Regions from separate parts of the Macaca mulatta genome. Here region 2 is linked to region 1. A link is a contact called in public Hi-C data. All regions are on one chromosome and are shown on one strand. The core of a region is the stretch at or near the end of the contact, and the rest is flanking DNA. Distances in the headings are between cores, read along the strand shown. Region 1 holds the start of NHLRC1 (NHL repeat containing E3 ubiquitin protein ligase 1). Region 2 holds the start of KIF13A (kinesin family member 13A).

Region 1 (6,996 bases), core at 1,957-4,456:
CGTTGAGACTGCAGTGAGCAGTGATTACTCCACTTCACTGCAGCCTGGGCAACAGAGCAAGACCATGTCTAAGAACAAACAAACAAACAAACAAACAAACCCATAAATATGTAACATAAACATGTAACAGGAGCGTCATCTGGCCCTCTGACAATAGTATGTAGTGTGTTCTGCAATAGTTTAGAACTTATGTAAATATAGGCCTTTCTCAAACAACCAAGTGTTATTTTCTGAGTATGTATAGTGGAGAAGATATAGGCATTACAAGACATGTTTACCTTTTTAATAAGCAGTTCAATTGTTTTTCTTATTCACGTAATTCAGGATCAACAGTAACTTCATCTAATGTGCCATCAGAGCAGTCACAAATTGAATGAAAGTGATGGCCACCACAAAATCCTTTTTCTCCTGAACGCTCCATAAAGTCTCCTTTCTTTGCACATCTTTGTGCTAAAATAATTAGCTACTTGTAGAGACAGTACACATAGCAACACTATTCATTCACCTACTTTTCCCCACATCTGCTATCTTATTTAAGCACAACTTAGTTGGAATCAGAATTGAATTCAAATTGTGACTATGGCAGTAAGTAACTATGACCTCGAGGAAGTCACTTAAGCTCTCTGGGTTTCAGTTTTCTCACTTGCACGATGAGATTAATAATAAAAATTATGGCTAGGCAAGGTGGCTATGCCTGTAATCCCAGCACTTTGGGAGGCCGAGGAAGGTGGATTGCTTGAGCTCAGGAGTTTGAGACCAGCCTGGGCAACATGATGAAACCCCATCTCTATCAAAATACAAAAATTAGCTGGATGTGGTAACGCACGCCTGTGGTCCCAGCTACTTGGGAGGCTGAGGTGGAAGGATCACCCGAGCGGTGGAAGTTGAAACTGTAGTGAGCTGTGATCATGTTTCTGCACTCCAGCCCGGGTGACAGAGCTTGACTCTATCTCGGGGGGGAAAAAAATTACCTCACTGGATAGTATGGATTAAATGAGCTAATATTTGCAAATTTCCTTGCACAAAGAGTATGCATTCAATAAATGGTAGATTAATCTCTAATAATTGTCCTAAGCTTTGTAAGTCTACCAGACAGTTTTAATTATCCCTGCCTGCATAGATGAGTTTAAGTGACTTATCCAGGGTTAAACAATTCATTAATGGCAGCACTAGTGCTTCTGATTCCAGGGCCCCACCCCAGCCCATCACCCCCAGTCAACTTTATAGACTTTTATAGAATGAGATGCTGTGTCGAGCACAAGAAGAGAATTCTCCTTGGTGAAGGTAAGAGCCACAGGATGGGAAAGACCATGAGTGACCATGGGCTTCAGTACTGGAAACTCCTCAGGTTTTCCTAAGCAAAAGATAGCGGGACCAGAGGTATCTGCAACAATTACATTTCCCTGGTGATCAAAGGTCACAGCGGAGGCAGTTATTTTGGAGGGAAAATAGAGGCTCAACCCAAAGGTATCCACCTGGCCGACAAGTTGCATACTTGAGCTAAACACTTTCACCCTGGTGCTGCAAACCCCAGTCCCCAGGGCCAGGGGGTGCTCCAGGACTGCAATGGCCCCCGTGAGCCAAGACACTGCCACCCCTCGGGGACTGCACAGATGAGCTTGCAACTTTTCAGTTCTCCGAAGGAGCCCTTCCGCGAAGTCGACGTCCAGGAGGTGCAGGGACCCTGCCTCCGCGTCAGTTACCACAATCCCATTCTGAGGGGTGGTCTCCACACCCCAAGGTAAGGAGAATTGGCCTCCAATGACAAGCTTGATCTGGCCAAAAAAATCAAACACTTTGATGGAGCGATCGCCGGCGTCAGTGACAACCACATGGCAGTCGTTGGTGATGGTGACATCCACAGGATACCTAATGTCTTGGGAAGCGTCCCCCTTCTCTCCAAACTGATGCGCGCATCCTCCCCCAGAGTCAAAAATCTTGACACGCCTCCTGCCGTCGTGCACCACCACGACCCGCCCCGTCTTGGGACAAAGCGCCAGTCCGGTGGGGTTGACCAGGGTCCCCCAGCCGCCAAAGGTATGGTGGCAGGTGAGGGCTCCGGGGGCGCTGGGGACGGCGCGGTGGGCGGCCGGGGACTGGCGAAGCGCTGAGCCCAGGAGCTCTATGAGGTGCAGCACCGGCAGGCAGTCGCTGGTGTCGCAGCCCCGGCAGGCTCGCCTGCAGAATGGGCACTCGAGGGCCAGCGTGCGCGGGTGCGCCAGGGCGGCCACGCAGGCCAGGCAGACCACGTGGCCGCAGGACAGGTTGCGCGGGCGCCGCTGCTGCCGGTGGCCAAACTTCTCAAAGCACACCTTGCACTCCAGCAGGCTGATCTCCGCCTCGCGCATGAGCTCCTGCAGAGCCGGCTCGCTCTCCGAGGCTTCGGCCGCCATGGCGGGTCCTGTGCACTCCCGCCGCGCCGCCCGGCCGTGTCCCAGAGACGCTCTTGGTCACGGTCACAGTCACGGTCACGGGGTGGGACGTGCGCCCTGACGTCAAGCGCCGCGGGCCTCTGCACTGCGATCTGCTGCCCCTTGGTGGGCATGCGCGGCACTGTTTCTTGAGGGCCTGGTCGTGGACGTTTGCAAGACAAATCCACATGTGCATTGTGTAGACCTGTAATCGTCACATCAGTCATGGATGGATTTTGTACACTTTCAGGTGAGGAAACACACCTATTGAGGACAACAGGATTGCTCCCTGTTACCCAGCCTGTAAGTGCCAAAACAAGAACCAGAACCCAGTCTTCCAGCCCGGGTACCTAGCAGTGTCTCCAATCCTCAGCGTTGGGTGCTAGGGCTGTCCAGGCATCAAACATGGTCCCCTAGCTCATGATGCTTTTGATCTGAACTGGAAAACACGAGCACACGGGAGAAGACAAACTCCAAGGGAGGTGAGGCAGATGTGTATATTTCTTTTGTGTCTTCTTTCACACTCGTTGTTAAGTCAATGAATACATACTTGTAAAATGAATTCGTGCATGAATGAAAGAATGTTATAGAACAACAACAAAAAATCAACTAGGTGAATGAGTGTCAGACGGGGGAACCACGCTGGAAGTGTCTTGCAGAGTAATTAATATGAAATAAGAAAGCTGTTAGTTAATAATAATTACCATAGAACTTTTTTTTTTTTTTTTTTTTTTAAAGACCAAGTCTCACTCTGTCACTCAGGCTGGAGTGCAGGGGCACGATCACAGCTCAGTGCAGCCTCCATCTCCCAGACTCAAGCAATCCTCCCACTTCAGTAGCTGGGACTACAGGCATGAACCACCACACTAGGCTAATTTTTAAAATTTTTTTGTAGAGAGGAGGTCTCTCTGTGTTTGTCTAGGCTGGTCTTGAACTTGTGAAAATTGTTCACAATCCTCCCCACCCCTTGGCCTCCCAAAGTGCTGGTGTGAGCCACTGTGCCCAGCCTATAGAATTCACATATGCCTGCCCTGTTTTGTTAGGTTGGTGCAAAAGTAATCGCAGTGTTTGCCATCACTTTTAATGGCAAAAATCGTGATTACTTTTGCAGCAACTTAATAGTTTACATAGATTATCTTGTTTAAACCTCATAGCAATCCTACAAGAAAATGTTATTTTTATCATCTTTTTTTCTCATAGAGTTCACATAAATCAAATATCTTGCCTAGGGTCACATGGCTAGGAAGTGGCTGGCCTGGAATTTGAAGCCAGGCAGTTTGACTTCAGAGTTACCTATTTTAGTCATTTTCAAACTTCTTTGCACATGGTAAACACTTGGGTCACACCCGAAAAGTTTAGTTGGCCCATGGTGTGGTCTGGACAGCTGGGATTTATAAAAGCTCCCCAGGTGATTATAATGGACAGCCAAGTTTGAGAACCGCTGCATTATAATAATTCCTTCAAATGGCACTAAATTCAGTTTTTCCAATCTCAGTGAAGACCAAAAGCAAAGAGAATTTGCCATATGTTGGAAAATCTTCAAACAAGGGATAGCATAATCTGCGTGAAGAATCCATTGTGGTATTATGAATCTCTCATTTTTCTTTTTTCTTTTTTTCTTTTCTTTTTTTTTTGAGATGGAGTCTTGCTCTGTCACCAGGCTGGAGTGCAGTGGTATGATCTCAGCTCACTGCAACCTCAGCCTCCTGGGTTCAGGCAATTCTCCCGCCTCAGCCTCCCGAGTAGCTGGGATTAAAGGCACCCACCACCACATACGGCTAAGTTTTGTATTTTTAGTAGTGATGCGGTTTCACCATGTTGGCCAGGCTGGTCTTGAACTTCTGACCTCAGGTGATGCACCCGCGTCAGCCTCCCAAAGTGCTACAATTACAGGCATGAGCCACCATGCCCGGCCCTGATCTCTTATTTTAAGGGGTTCTCCCCCAAATGTCTTATGTGAACATTGTGCTTAACAAAACCTTATATCAGAGAATTTCTGTTCCTTCAGAGATCATAATCATGATCGTTCACCTTCTGATTTGCTGGATTTCTGAGAAAACACAGCATTTTATACCCTGTTAAGGCCCCTGCAAAGAGTTTTAATGTAAGACAAGAAAGAACGTTTGCTAATCAAATGTCATCTGACCCAAAGATTGTACAGCCTGTACCCCTAAGACAGCCGTACCATGCTATATAGTAAAGTTCAGTGTTCAGCCCCTACTCCTACAACCTGTGATGTCTGAGAACAGGACTATCTTCAACAGTCAATAAACCTTTATCTGCTAGCACACCCAACAGTACTTAAATTGCTGAATGAATGCTGACTCTAATAACAGGAGAAAGACTAAATAATAATGGTACTGCCACATTACAACATTATACAGCTATTTAAAAATCTTGCTTTTGGGCCGGGCGCAGTGGCTCACGCCTGTAATCCCAGCACTTTGGGAGGCCGAGGCGGGCAGATCACGAGGTCAGGAAATCGAGACCATCCTGGCTAGCAGGGTGAAACTCTGTCTCTAATAAAAAATACAAAAAATTAGCCAGGCGTGGTGGCGGGCACCTGTAGTCCCAGCAACTCGGGAGGCTGAGGCAGGAGAATGGCGTGAACCCGGGAGGCGGAGCTTGCAGTGAGCCAAGCTCGTGCCACTGCACTCCAGCCTGAGCGACACAGCGAGACTCCATCTCAAAAAAAAAAAAAAAATTGCTTTTGAAAACTATTTAGTGATGTTGTAACCAGTAGAGGGTCTGGACTACAAGTTGTCCAGATTCTTGGCTTTTTCAACAAAGAATTGGACAAAATGAAGCAATGAAAGCACAGATTTATTGAAAATGAGGGTGGGACCTGGCTAAGCAGTGGCTCAAGGGCCCTGGTTACAGAATCTTCTGGGGTCCAAATACCGGCTAGAGGTTTCCCATTAGCCACTTGGTATTCATCCCATGCAAATAAAGTAGTGGCCTGCCATCAGTCTGATTGGTTGCTTTTGCTTTCTGCAACCAGAGGCTGAAGTGAAGTTACAAAAGTTACACTCCCATGCAAACGTCTGATTGGTTGCAGACGTTTCTGCCACTCAGAAAAGGCAGGGAGGCGGGGGCGGGGGGGTTGGAGAGGTGTTACAAAGGGAGTAGCCTCTGGTCCTTTTGTTACTTAGGCATGGAAAGTTGAGGTTTTCCTTTCAATTTAGTTCTAGGAAGTCAGCATCAATCAGCCTTAGGTTCCTTGCCTCCAGACCCTATTCTCCTGCCTCAACATGGCGAAGGGCGAATACATAGGAAGGAAGATAGTGGAGATGCAATGCTGTATCGTAATATGATCACAACCTTGTGAAAACATACACATGTATGAGCAGACAAAAAAGATGAGAAGAAAATACATCATCATCATAGCAGTAATTATCTCCAGTGACAGGACTTGATTGCTTTTGTTTTTCTTTTTAAACTTCCTAAATTTTCAATGCATAAAGGATTATTTGTCTTGTTTAAATATAAATAACTTAATATTTTATGGTATATTTCATTTCTAAATATCTGCCTTGATTATCCTCCTGTTGTTGAAAGTTAACACTGATAGTGAAATAAATTTCTATTAATACTCACTGTTTAGGAATCACAGATTTTCAGACATATTTTCAGCCCACAAATTACAGCTACACATAATTAATAAACCTGGGACATGGCTATTTTCTGCAAATCAGAATGACTATGCTTAAGGCACATAAATAGAATTCTATCCGATTCCCATTAACTCAGCCACTGATCAGTTTGTCATATAATGTTTTATAAGGCAAAAAGCCATCACATAAGAAGCTATTGGAGTCAGAGCTGTGGGGATTAAAGATAATTTTGATTTTTTTTTTGAGACAGAGTTTTGCTCTTGTTGCCCAGGCTGGAGTGCAGTGGCATGATCTCAGCTCACTGCAACCTCTGCCTCCCAGGTTCAAGCGATTCTCCTGCCTCAGCCTCCTGAGTAGCTGGGATTATAGGCACATGACACCACGCCCTGCTAATCTTTGTATTTTTAGTAGAGATGGGGTTTCACCATATTGGCCAGGCTGGTCTCAAACACCCGACCTCAGGTGATCCGCCCACCTTGACCTCCCAAAGTGCTGGGATTACAGGCGTGAGCCACTGCACCCGGCTGATAATTTTGATTTTTAAAAAGCACTCAGTAGAAATCTTACTCTGACTTTTCAGAAAGAGTAGGTGTAGGCTGAGCAGTACTTTGGGAGGCTGAGGTGGGAGGATCACTTGAGGCCAGGAGTTCGAGATCATGCTGGGCAACATAGTGAGACCTCATCTCTATTAAAAAGAAAAAAAAAATTAGCTGGGTGTGGTGGCACATGCCCGCAGTCCCATCTACTCAGGAGGCTGAGGCAGAAGGATTTCTTAAGCCTAGGAAACCGAGGCCGCAGTGAGCTATAATCACACCACCGTACCCCAGCCTGGGTGACAGAGTGAGACCCTGTCTCAAAATAAAAAATAAAAATAAGGAGTAGGTGCAACATAAACATATACATGTATCCACAAACACACATTGAAATTGCTCCCTTGTATTAAAATAAAACAATGACAGGTATGTACTGCA
Region 2 (6,996 bases), core at 1,570-4,069, 130 kb before region 1:
CTTGGACTTGTAGGTATGAAAAATAATAACATTCTCAGTATTCTACTCTTCACCTTTGCCCTGCCCTGAGCACTATCTAAAAACCAATGACAGAAATGAACTGCAAACATAGCATGAAGCATTGCTGCAATTAATCAACCCAGAACCCAAGGGAGGAATTGTTTCTATTTTTAAACGCACTGTTACTTTAAGGGAAAAGTCTGTGGAGAAATATGAAACCAAGCTGCATAATGAAAATAAAAATGCATTTGGTGTCTTCATCTGTGCAAAGACAGTCATCCTAATGTACAAGGAGCACTGTTGTGTTGACTCCTCAATTTGTCTGTAAACGAAATGACCGGTACTCAGACAGAATCCCATGGAAAGCTCATCTGCTACTCAAAGAATTAGATCTGTCAGAAGGACAAAACACGAGAGTACCCATATTTCAATGCTATTTTTATAACTCCAGATAAGAGACTATCACAGTAAGTAAGCAGATGAATAGATCCCAAAATCACTCTTCAAATATTTACCTAAAAGATCCTGATTAGTAACTAACGTGGTTCAGCCCGGAAAACGATCAACTGATTACTTAGCATTTGGAACCAACTGTCCACAGTTATAGATTGTATCCAAATTCCACAAAATCAAATCTGTTTCTCTTCACAAATGACAACACTTCATGTCATTAAACAGTAGCTAACAGTCGCACTCCTTATGGTTAAGAGTGACAAGGAGCAGGTGCCAAGCCAGCAAGGAAAAATAGCAGCAGCTACACAACAGGAGCTAAAAAATATTCTACCTGTTCCCCCAGACTGCTTTCAAGAATCTGACCCAATAGAATTTTTTCCCGAAACAATGTAACGATACCCAGTTTGCGGGGGGCTGGGGCGGTACATTCGTTGGTGATATGGGCATCTAATTTAATCTGTAAATATTTAATGTATTCAATGAGTTGACTTACTATCACCATGAAATATACCATACTATCTACACTGCTATAAATGCATCTAAAAATACATCCATTACTAAACAACATTCAGTACAATGTACAATAAACACTACATCCAGTGTTAAACACAACATTTTAAATATAGCTTAGCTATTTGGTATCACCACTAGAATCTGCTAAAGGTAGCAGAATGTTTGCAAACTGGATAAAAACTGCTATGCTCAACACGAAAAGCAAAGAATCTCCAATCTTATCTCCTCATGATTTATTTCCCCAAATTTGGCAAAACTGAGCTTGAACACCACACATTATAGAATGGAGGCATCGCTTCTCTAAGCAATAATGTAACAAACCCTGCATCAGAGTCTCTCTTCAGTGAAAATCTCTGAAGAACGAAATTCACTAAATTGTATTCCATCAATCAACAGGTGATTCTTGGAAACAAAAACTCATATTCATTTTTCCAATGAAAATTAATTTTGTAAACTATCCCGTTTTTTCACACATATATATTCACAACCTACTGCATTATTATATTGAATGAATTCCAACCGATTTCTTCTCAGAGGCTTACTAGAAAAATGCCAAATATTCAAATTATTTTGGGGCATTATCCCATACTGCTGCATGGAACATAATAAGGATCCAACAGTTACCACTTTTCAAATGCAAATATGTTGCCATCTAGTAAATACAGCCCCTTTTTAAACATCCCTCAGTGTCTATACAGTTCAGGGCCCTACTTTTGTTTCTTTGAAAATCAAAATTCGCGCATTACATTGAGGCATTATCTCAACTCAGCAGCAACAACAACTAAAATAGGTGTTAACTAGCCCAGCCTGAGTCTGCATCGTACAAGACTTGCTCTATTTTTTCCTCCCATTTTACACACACTGTCCCTAAACAATTCTGCCAAAGGAAACGAACGCTGCAGTGACGAAAAGAATCCCGGGCACTGGGTTCCACGAACAATGAGGACGTGGGCTGGTCACCTGCCGGCCTCGGGCCTCAGTTTTCCTGTCTGTAAAATGTGGCGGCTGGGCGAATCACCTATAGGGTCCCATCCGGCCCTCTCCCTCCCGGGTGCCTCGCAGCCCGCCCGGACTCAGCTGACTGGTGCTGGCTGTGGCCAGGGTGCCCTGCCTGCCGCCGCTCTAGATGGAGGGGAAGGCGGGCGAGGGAGGAGAGGAACTTGGACTTGCAACAGCTTCAAACAGGAGCGGGCGACAAACTTGAAGCCATCCTCCTAACAATAGGAAAGAGCACTCCCATTTTCCTGGCTCAAACTTGCGGGACCCCGAGAGGCTGGATCCTCCCAGCCGCCCTCTGGGAACCCGCTTTACCTTTCTCCCTGTTTGGTGTTAGCAGGAGGAGGGTGCAGGACCGTTTGATTCCCTTCCATCTCCACCACGCACTTGGTGTTCAGTTCCAGTTCTGAAAGCACAGAGAGAAAGGGACGTTGCAAAGTCCAGCATCCGCGCCGCGCGGGGCTCCGTCCCTGAAGGCTGCCGAGCCTGGAGACGGCGCCCCGGGCACCACGGCCAGCGCGGACGCCGCCTCCGCCCCGGCCGCGCTCTCGCCGTCCCGGCCCCGCAGTTTCCAAAGTTGCCCCCGCCCTCAGCCCGAGCAGAAATAAAAAAGAGCGAAAAGCTCCTCACCTCGTCGGTTCATGGGCCGGACCCGGACGGCAACTTTTACCTTGGTATCCGACATGTTGGCTGCGCTAGCCCGGCCGCTCGCCGCGACCGCTCGGCCTGAGGAGGCCCCTCACGCGCGGCGCCGCCGCCGCTGCAGCCGCGCGCCCCCCGAGCGCGGCCGCCGCCGCTCTGCCTTGAGCTCCGAGAGGCAGCGCCGAGGCGCGCGGGCCATCCCGGGGGAGCGCGACGCGGGGCACGGCCGCGGCCCGGGGAGGGGCAGGCGCGCGGGGCGGGGCGCGGCGGCGGCGGCGGGCGGGGAGGAGGCCTCGCCGCCCGGCCCAGGCGCAGCTCTACCCGCGCCGCCCCAGCGCAGACCGCAGCGCCGCGGCCCCTCGCGGCTGCCCGGGGCCCCGCGCCGCCATGTTCCGCTCCCGCCACCCGCCGGGGCTCGGGAGAGGCCGGACACGGCCACGCGCGGCGCCCCCTGGAGCGGCGGGACGGCAGTGAGGGGAGCGGCGAGCGGCGCGGCGCTTAGGGGAGGCTGCAGTCCGGGGCGGGACGCATTGTTTCCCCAGGGGACCTCCCAGGCCAAGCCTGCACCGGCGCCCGCGGGGCCCCCCCGGATACCGTGAGCTCCAGCCGCCTTCTGGCGCCGCTGCCACCCGGAGCCCCGGGACGGCAGCAAGGACCACGGCCCGCCGCACTGGGTGGGCAGGCCTTCCCCTACGAGCCCCGGCACGCCGCCCCCTCTGTCCCACACGGAGCCTGCAGCGGTATTTTAAGATCTCTGTGGTGAACCGAGACTAGAAATGAATCTGTGAATCCACCACCGAAACAGTGTATGTTTGTAAATAGTGCTCTCTTCCCTTCCCGGCCTCTCTTGTCGTGGGAGGGATGTCAAGTGGGCTGGAAGGGCCATTAACTCTTACATAAGAATTTAATAGCAATGGTTTCTGTCATCCTGCCAAATGCAGACCTCGCTGCCAGGGCGGAACTGGGCGAATCTGATTTATTCTGTTTGGTTCAACAAGTGCTTAAGATGCGCTCACCGAGTGCCAGGCATTTTGAAGCGTACAGAAGTCAAAAATCCAGAGTTTAGATGCAGGAATCTTTCGATTTTGCTTAAATCTAGAAATCCACTTATTGGAAGATGTACTGAGGTTTTACTGTGTGCAGGGTGCTGTTGAGGACACACAGAAACATGCATAGCATGATGCAGAAGCACACGCTAAGGTGGAAAAGAGGGCGTGGAGACCTATTATGCTAGAAAGTGTGGGGCAGGTGCTAGAAGAGGCCTCGTCCGCCTCCACCAGGTGCCGAGCTATGGGCCTGATGTTAAGACGCTACCCTTGACTCTCAAACAACACGGGTTTGAACTGCACGAGTCCATTTACACGTGGCTTTTTTTCAACCAAAGTCTAATTGAAAATACAATATTCGTGCTCTGGCACAGTGGCTTACGCCTGTAATCCCAACACTTTGGGAGGCTGAGGCGGGAGGATCACTTGAGGCCAGGAGTTCAAGACCAGCCTGGGCAATGTAAAGAAACCCCATCTCGCCAAAAAAAAATTACAAAAATAGCCGGGCATGGTGGCACGTGTCTGTAGTCTCAGTTACTGGAGCGGCTGAGGTGGGAGGATCGCTTGAGCCTGGAAGGTTGAGGCTGCAGTGAGCCATGTTCACACCACTGCACTCTAGCCTAGGCAACAAAGCAAGACCCTGTCTCAAAAAAAAAAAAAAAAAAAAAAAAAAAAGAAACAAGAAAAGACAGTATTTGGCAGGTTAAAAATGGGAGATCCAACTTTTCCTGTTTGTGGGTTCTGCAGAGCTGATCGTCAGATTTGAGTGTGAATGGTTTTGGATGATCCTGGAGCCAGTCCCCTGTGTACACTGGAAGACAGCTACTTCAGCCCCACCTTATTGTAGAGCCAGCTATCTCAGTCCACCTCTGAAGGGCCTGTTTCATCTTTCCTCCTCTCCATTCCTACTGGTGCAATCTCACTTTGCCTGTCCATTCACTTGTTCAACAAATGTGTTCTGAGCGCCCTACTATGTTACAAACACTGTTGCAGGCTTTTGCTACAGACTTTTGGCTGCTGCCCAGAAAGAGGTGAAATTTCCAGCCTTCTGGGGCTAAGAATCTAGGTCTGTGCATACCTCTTCACTTTTGGGCTACTAAGACATCTTCTTAACCTTCCTAGCTTTGCCTTCCTCTAATCACTCCTAAATCCAGCTTCCAGACTGATTTTTCACAAAATTAGAACTTTATCCGTTAATCATGCATGCTATTCTATTGTTCAAAAAACTCTCAGGCTGGGCGCAGTGGCTCATGCCTGTAATCCCAGCACTTTGGGAGGCCGAGGCGGGCAGATCACCTGAGGTCGGGAGTCCCAGACCCACCTGACCAACATGGAGAAACCCCATCTCTACTAAAATTACAAAATTAGCCAGGCATGGTGGCACATGCCTGTAATCTCAGCTACTAGGGAGGCTGAGACAGGAGAATCGCTTGAACCCAGGAGGCAGAGGTTGTGGTGAGCTGAGATCATGCCGTTGCACTCCAGCCTGGGCAACAAGAGCCAAACTCCATCTCAAAAACAAACAAGTAAACAAACAAAAAACCACTCTGGCCTACCCTATTTAATATTACCTCCCACCATTCCTGAAATTCTTCACTTTATCCAGGACCTTTTCACAAGCAAGATGCCATCCCTATGCTAAGTCATTGCTCTGGCAGTTTCTGTCAATGGGAATTGTAGAGGGTTGAATTTGTATCTCCCAAAAAGGTATGTACAAGCCATAACCTCCAGTACCTGTGAATGTGACCTTATTTGGAAACAGGGTCTTGGCAGAAATAATTAAGTTAGGATGAGGCCATACTGGGTTAGGATGGGCCCTAAATCCAATGACTAGTGTCTTTTTTTTTTTTTTTTTTTTTGAGACAGAGTCTCGCTCTGTCGCCCAGGCTGGAGTTCAGTGGCATGATCTCAACTCACTGCAACCTCCACTTCCAGGTTCAAGCAATTCTCCTGCCTCAGCCTCCCAAGTAGTTGGGACTACAGGCGTGTGCCATCATGCCTAGCTAATGTTTGTATTTTTAGTAGAGATGGGGTTTTGCCATGTTGCCCAGGCTGCTCTCGAACTTCTGACCTCAGGTGATCCACCCACCTCGGCCTCCCAAGGTGTTGGGATTACAGGTATGAGCCACCGCACCTGGCCTGACTAGTGTCTTTATTAGAGAAAGGAGAGGGGGATTTGGATACACAGGGAGGAAGACCATGTGAAGACAGAGGCAGCGATTGGAGTGATAAAGTCACAAGCCAAGGTTTGCCAGGAGCCAGCAGAAGCTAGGAAGAGGAAAGGAAGCCTCCAGAGGAAACGTGGCTCTGCTGACACCTTGATTTGAGACTTCTAGCCACCAGAACTGTGAGACACTAAATTTCTGTTGTCTTATGCCACCCAGTTCATGGTCATTTGTTACAGCAGTCTTAAGAAACTAATACAGAGGCCAGGTACAGTGGCTTATGCCTGAAGTCTCAGCACTTTGGGAGGCCAAGGTGGGAGGATCACTTGAACCCAGGAGTTTGAGACCAGCCTGGGCAACATAGGGAGACTCTGTCTCTACAAAAAATAAAAAATTAGCCAGGCGTGATGGCATGTGCCTGTGGTTCCAGCTACTTGGGAGGCTGAAGCAGGGGGATTGCTAGAAAGCCTAGGTCAAGGCTGCAGTGAGCCATGATTGTACCACTGCACTCCAGCCTGGGCAACAGGGTAGACTCAGTCTCAAAAAAAAAGAAAGAAAGAGAGGAAGGAAGAAAGAAAGAAAAGGGAGGAGGGAAGGAAGGAAGGAAGGTTGGTTATACAAAATTTAATCAATCCCCTCTCTGTCTCATTTTCTCCTTGTCCCTCATTCTCTGCCAGATCATGAAAGCCTTGAGTGCCTGAGAAATTTCATGTTTATTGCAAAGGCAATAGGAACTGAATGAAGCATTTGAATTTGGAGCCAGGGATTGACATATTCAGAGCATTGATTCAGGGTAATTAATTTGGCAACACTGTATCCATCCAGAGGGCTATTGTAGTCATCCAGATGAGAGGTGATGATGATAGCGTGAACAAAGCCAATGATAGCACAAATGGAGCAGAAGGAACAGATGCAGAACTTACTGCAGCGAGAAAAGCGGAACAATTTAGCAACCAATGGGATGTGAGGATTGAGGGAGGGGAAGGATTGCAAGTGACTGAGAAAGGGATTGGGAGGATGATGGCCCATAACACCATGAATGGATGAGAAGAATAAGTCTTAAGGTGAGAGGGGCATGATTCATTTGGTGTTACAGGTTAAAAAAGCAGTTCCTGGCTAGGCGCGGTGGCTCACGCCTATAATCCCAGCACTTTGGGAAGCCGAGGCGGGCAGATCACGAG

What was found. Hi-C and Micro-C count contacts between places; a contact is called where the count stands out from the background.
Region 2: a Hi-C map of liver shows a contact between it and region 1, with 3 times the contacts expected there. The contact joins the promoter of KIF13A here to the promoter of NHLRC1 in region 1. A contact is called at or near these places in 3 of 14 Hi-C or Micro-C datasets (blood, fetal cortex germinal zone and liver).

Annotation. Positions count from the first base shown.
Region 1 is chr4:164,953,447-164,960,442 of T2T-MMU8v2.0, reverse strand. NHLRC1 (NHL repeat containing E3 ubiquitin protein ligase 1) reads right to left here and starts at 3,206. Exons shown (of 1, transcript XM_001097330.5): 1 at 269-3,206. The coding sequence starts at 2,393. The coding sequence ends at 1,206.
Region 2 is chr4:165,087,565-165,094,560 of T2T-MMU8v2.0, reverse strand. KIF13A (kinesin family member 13A) reads right to left here and starts at 2,819. Exons shown (of 39, transcript XM_078000927.1): 1 at 2,593-2,819; 2 at 2,278-2,368. The coding sequence starts at 2,647.